Linked DNA regions of Hordeum vulgare: region 2 is linked to region 1. The links are chromatin contacts, called in public Hi-C maps. All regions are on one chromosome and are shown on one strand. Each heading gives the region's core, a stretch centred on a gene start, on an enhancer-like site or on the middle of the called end of the contact. The rest is flanking DNA. Distances are from core to core; before and after follow the strand shown.

Region 1 (2,899 bases), core at 325-2,824:
CATACTTCGCCTCCCCCCCCCCTTCCCCCCTGTTATGTCAGTCCAGCTCCGCCACGGACCTCACTGCTTACATAGTAACATCCTATACAAACATGTTCATCATCTCGGTGAATAGGACGGAAGATCAATAGAGCCTTCCTTTAAAAGAATAAAAACACGTTGATGACAGTTTGGGCGGGTCTAAAGAGACCATAATGGAGCACCACTCGTGCAGATGAAATAAAATTGGATGTGCATTACCCTTGGACAATCAAGCTCCACAGGGATTTTAATAGACAATTTAATCATGAACATATTTTGATTTTTCATCTAAAATGGAACAGGCTACGATTACTATTGCCTGCAACATTCTGCAGAACACAGCGGTGGTATGTATCATCTGTCTCATTGTGTTTTCTTTGATTCATTTCTGCTATGTTCTAACTTCTCCAATGAAAACATGTACAGGCACAAGAACAAAGGGGTGTAGCAAATGGTATATCTGTGACTCTCATGTCAATCTTCAAAGCAGTAGCTCCAGCAGCAGCAGGAATTCTGTAAGCACAGTGTTTCTTTTATTTTGTGAGTAGGAAGTCCTGTGAGTTTTTGCTTGGCCGCAAGTGATTCCCAACCAATTAGCTAACTTTTGCCTTTATCTAGGTTTTCATGGGCTCAGAAGAACATAACCGGATTGTTCTTACCAGGTAAACACATTGCTCATCCAGCCCATGCTAATTGCACTCATACTGATAGCTTTGCTTTCGACTTGAATGGAAGCAAGTACATATTACCAGGGCATATACTTCTTTGATTTATCATCCGATATGCAGGTGATCAGATCCTGTTCTGGATGCTGAACATGGTGTCAGTAATCGGGCTCTCGCTGACGTTCAAGCCATTTTTCTCTATGCCGAGTGCGCTAAAATGATGAGCACACAATTATGTTCATCTAGCTAGTTAAGTAAACTTGGGGGCACTACCGCAGATTGCAGCCCTGGATAAAAAAACTGCGCCGTGTATTGTGTCACAGATACTTTTCATAATTTTTTGTTTGTGTGATCAGATGTGGCAAGATCTCTTTTTTTGGGGGTCAAAACTCCTACGCACAAGACTTGTTCCTTTTTTTTTCCTCGAGAAAACGCAAAGACTCTGCATTTCATTGAAAAGGGAGATAGTTTAGCAGTACACGCCTCCGAGGAGGAGGCTCACCGGGGTGCAAAAACTTAAGTACAAGAACTAGTGGACGTCCCAGGTTAATGGCATGATCACCCCAAGGCTAGTAGCCCCAGCCCGAACCCAAAGGGATGCCTCCTCTCTGATCCTAGTCGCGAGCAGGGCGGTGGATGGCTGCTTGCCGTCGAACACACAGGAGTTGCGGTGCTTCTAGAGCATACATGCCGTCAGGTGAGTAGTCGTGGCTAGGCCCTTGCGCATGGGTTTTGGCGTCTCCAGCTTGGCGTGCATCCATCAGTCGTTCAGTGTGACCTCTTGGTCTGGCGGTCGGCAGGTTAGCCGTAGCCAGGAGAGCGTCTCATGCCAAACCTGTCGCGAGAAGGGGCAGGTGAAGAGCAGGTGGCTCATCGTTTCAGGCTCCTGGTCACACAAGACGCAGCACAGATGGTGTTGAAGGTCACGACGGCGCAATCTGTTCGCGGTTCAGCACCTATCCAGACTGATGAGCCAGAGGAAGAATTTAACGCGTGGCGGGGCCCAGCTCCTCCATGTCAGCTTCCATGCGTCGCAGCTAGCGGAGCCGTGGAAGGTGGTGGAAGGTGGCCAGGTAGGCGCTGCGTGCAGAGTAGGAGCCGCTCGAGGTCCACCTCCAGATAAGCTGGTCTGGCTTGTCGTTGAGGGCAGTGCCTTCGGTTTCACGCCAGAGCAGCAGGTATTGACCGATTTCATGGATGACCATGTCGCCGTGAATATCTCGCGTCCAAGCATAGTTCAAGAGGCCCTCTGCGATGGTGTGCTGCTTGTGCCGGTGCTTGGGGATGCAAGCATAGAGCTGTGGCACGATCTCGCCGATGGAGCGGCCATTGATCCAGCGGTCCTCCCAAAATTTGCCTGTTCTGCCGTCTCCCACGATGAGTGAGGTGGAGGCGAAGAACAAGGCGTTCTCCTCCTTGGAGAACTGGAGGTCGAGGCAATGCGAAGCACGACCCTCGTCAGTGCGGCTGAACCAGAGCCACCACAGCCGTAGGGCGAGCCCAGCACGCTCCATGTCCTGGACGCCGAGGGAACCAAGGGGGAGGGGCCGGCAGATACGACGCTAGTTGATGTGGCAGCTGCCGCCGTTTGTGGCGGCGCGGCCCTCCCACAGGAATCATCTCCCGATTTTCTCAATGAGCCTCATCGTTTTCTTCGGTGGGGCGAAGACGAGGATTTGGTGGATAAGGATGGCGCGGAGCACGGACTTGACAAGTGCTAGGCGGCCCGCTTTGTTCATGAGCCTGGACTTCCAGTTAGGGAGCATGCCGCCAATCGTGTCAACCAGGGGCTGCAACTGGGCGCTAGTGAGTCGCCGGATGGTGAGAGGGATCCCAAGGTACGTGAGCGGCAGGTCCGCGATCTTGCACCCAAGGAGCTCTGTGATCAGCACCCTGTCTCCCGCTGCGTAGTTGAGCATGGTGGCGGAGCTCTTGTTGTAGTTGACGTGGAGTCCCGTGGCTCGCCCGAAAAGCTCTAGGATCGCCTTGATCGTGGAGAGGTCGCTTGGGGAGGGGTGGCAAAACAGTACCACGTCGTCTGCGTAGAGTGAGATGACCGGGATGGGGCGGCGGGGGTGCAGCTGCTCCAAGATGCCCAGGGACATGGCCCGTCGAAAGAGGCGTCCCAGCGTATCCACGGCGAGGACGAAAAGTTGGGGCGACAGAGGGTCGCCCTGCCGCATCCCCCGACGATGCCAAATAGGGGGACCCGG
Region 2 (3,042 bases), core at 323-2,822, 340 kb after region 1:
ATTTCTTCATTGAAGTTATCTTGGCTTGGATTTCACCTAAAGCTTTTTCTAAGGATTGTTGCTATTATTGTGTATATCATGATCCAAGTTCTCTATATCCTCTTGGTGTAAGAGGTTTTGCATATCTTATTGCTTCCAAGCAATCTCTGTTTTTGTTAGTGGCTGGTTTTCACCTCATAATTTTGAGATGGTTTCCATAGGCCCACAACAAGCTTGTTCTTCTCGTTGTTGATTTTCCAACAACTCCGTCCAATTCTTCCTGTAAGGATGCTCTTCAATTTCAATTGTGGTAGAAGTTGTCATTCTCTTCCCCGTCAAATGGTCTAGTCTATATTCTCTTGTTCCGTAGCTATTGTGGTGTTGTTCTCTTCCACATTCATTTTGGGTTGTCAAGATTATGTTCTTTCCTTGTTTGTTCATTTAATGAGAGTGTTGTTTCCTCTTGTCAAGTTCTTCCATTTAATCAAGTTCTGCCTCATTTTCTATCAAAGTGTTGCCGAAATTTCTTTTGAATTCTTGCTTGTGCCTCATGCCATTCTTCATCTCTTTACATGCTTCAAGATTAATTGGATTCACTCGTTTGTCAAGAAGCAATTAAGTTTTACCTCTTTTGTCTCTTTTCCTCTTCCCACTTTCGTTCTAAGATCTCGGGTCGAGATCTCTTGTTAGTGCACGAGGTTTGTAACAGCCTGAAACCGACGCTCCAGAAGATTCCCCTTTTATGCCATTCTCATTGTGTGATTCTTTTGTTTGTTGCATTCATTATCGCATCATGCGCATCATCTGCATTGGATCGACACTTCGTTGCCGTCATTTTTCAAAACTTGCATCCGTTATTAGTTGTCGGTTCTCTCCGATGTAGTCGTTGACTGCTTGAGACCAACCACACACGTACGCACACGTGACATTGCTAAAATACTGTTTTTAAAACTGTGTATAAAATATTCTCGGCATGGATTGAAAGTTGGTGTGCAGTCTTATTTTAATGTTGGTAGAGCGCCTGCCAAATTTGACCGCATTTGGAGTTCGCTTGATACCGGAACTGTTAAATATATACTGGCACTAGCCCGTTTATTAACGAATGTTTTCGGTGTTTTAAAAAACTCTGTAGCCACAGTGCAAACCGCTCTCCCTCTTCTTAGCCCACTGAGGCCTCGTTTGGTTAAGGGGGATTGGGGAGGTTTTGTGAGGAAAATCCCCGAAAGGGCCAGAAACCCCACAGATCCTCGGATTGCTTAGCCCAATTCCCTCCGTTCCCCTTCAATCTCTTCCTATCCATGTGTTTCAAAACCCTCTTCGGGGGACTAATGAAAGCAAAACCCCGGGGATTTAAGAGGACCCAATCCCCTGAAATCCCTCCCTCTCAAAACCTTCCCAATCCCCTTAACCAAACTAGGCCTAAACCCACCAAGCCGGTCCCTCTAATCAGAGTCGTTCGATCGGATGATCAAAAATCAGCTCAAGTTCCCTTCATTTTTCCCGTACCTATAAAAGAAAGACTCTCCGATCCTTTTCATAGGCAAACACTAGGAAACAGGGACAATGTCCCATCCCCGCCGCCGGACAAGTCTCCTCATCATTTTCCTCAACACACCAACCTGCCTTCCCTGCCGATCCAACCAAGACCAAACATCGTCTCCACCTCGCCATGCGTGCCGTTAAATCGATCTCGTCTGTTTTCTCGAGAGCCTCCCGCACCCGCAGATGAGCTCCCGCTCCTCCATTCGACCACCTCGTGCCGCCACCAGGAACGCCTGACTGCCTGAGTCCTGACTCACCGGCAAAGGAACCAACAGCGAGCTGATAAGCACCGCCGGCCCTCCTTTTCCCTTCTTCCTCCTCCTCCTCCACTTTTCCCTCTCTCATCTTTGTGCTTTCTATCTTCTCCACGGCTCGTAGCCAATGCCGCCGCTGTTTGCCTCCAGCCCCGCATGGCGCCTGCCTCCTCTGCCCATGTTTGAATGCAGCGTCAGCTCGCCGCCCTCTGCCTCATACCGTCCTCAGCCTCGCTTGTCTCCCGTGTCGTCCAGCACGCTGGGCCTCGCCGCCTCGCCTGCCGGAGCCCCGCGACCAAGGGACCATGAACCAGGCCAGTGCCCCGCCGTGCCGTCCGCTCGTTCTTCCTCCTTCCTTTCCTGTCCTGTGAAACTCCTCTCTGTTTTTTTGTGTGAACATCATCCCCACATCATGGTACCCAAGCTCGTGGCTGCCACAGCTTCGCCCGATGCTTCCAACGCCGGGAACGGGACCCCCTTGCCCAGATCTATGCCCCCTCGAGCTCACCCAGTCCCTCATGTGCATCCTCTCGCCGTGGCCGCCGACATCTATTTCCCGATGTGAGCAGCTTCTGTTCAATCTGAAACTTCCATCTTTGTCTAGATCCGTTCTGGCATTTAGGTGTTATATAAGTTTGGCACCATGTTTAACAAACGAAGAAATTAGTAGCCGGAGTGGTTAGGAACCTTGCCTCGTCCAGGAGGTCCTGGGATCAATCACTTGTGTCCTGATTATTTTTGCTAGCAATTCTACCTGTTTCTCTGTTATATCTGTTTTGTTTGGGTTTAGATCCGTTTGATGAATTTTAATACATTGTTGAAACCATGTTTCAACGGCAAGAGGTGAGCATAGCAGCACCTCTTTTTTCACTAATTTTTGTGTCACCGAGGTCGCCTCTGTTTTTCTCAATGTATGGCCGAATCCTCATGGGACACTTCAGTCTGCTGCAATCCGGACCAATCATGTTTTTATTAGTGTGTGCAAATTTGTCAATTATTCAATGCATTTCATAATTACAGAAAATGTCCGGATTTTAAAATGTTAATAATGAAATAACCATGTAATGGATTAAAATGTTTTGAATATGTGGAATGCTTAGAATTTTATGTAGTTTTACAATATCCAACTTTCACAAACGATAAAAATGTTTAAACTTTTCGTTTAATTAAATTTTTGTAGATGTCATATTAAATCGGTTTGCTTCATAATTAATTAACCATAACTCCGTTTAAAATGATCCACATATGTAACTTGTTTAAAAAAATG

The links. Hi-C and Micro-C count contacts between places; a contact is called where the count stands out from the background.
Region 2: a Hi-C map of leaf shows a contact between it and region 1, with 4 times the contacts expected there. The contact joins two enhancer-like sites. A contact is called at or near these places in 2 of 6 Hi-C or Micro-C datasets (leaf and seedling) and 1 of 1 datasets of contacts at active chromatin or transcription factors (embryo).

Annotation. Positions count from the first base shown.
Region 1 is chr3H:248,153,682-248,156,580 of MorexV3_pseudomolecules_assembly, forward strand. It overlaps LOC123443608 (probable peptide/nitrate transporter At3g43790), which reads left to right. Exons shown (of 17, transcript XM_045120069.1): 14 at 324-368; 15 at 448-536; 16 at 640-683; 17 at 810-1,041. The coding sequence ends at 907. Among protein-coding and RNA genes, the nearest start is that of LOC123443609, 15 kb to the left of the region's middle. Within about 2 kb of position 1,575, at least 1 of the 3 cell types and tissues checked has open chromatin away from gene starts, as enhancers often do. A contact at or near this core is called in leaf, where this site is marked.
Region 2 is chr3H:248,494,584-248,497,625 of MorexV3_pseudomolecules_assembly, forward strand. No RefSeq gene overlaps it. Among protein-coding and RNA genes, the nearest start is that of LOC123443610, 340 kb to the right of the region's middle. Within about 2 kb of position 1,573, at least 2 of the 3 cell types and tissues checked have open chromatin away from gene starts, as enhancers often do. A contact at or near this core is called in leaf, where this site is marked.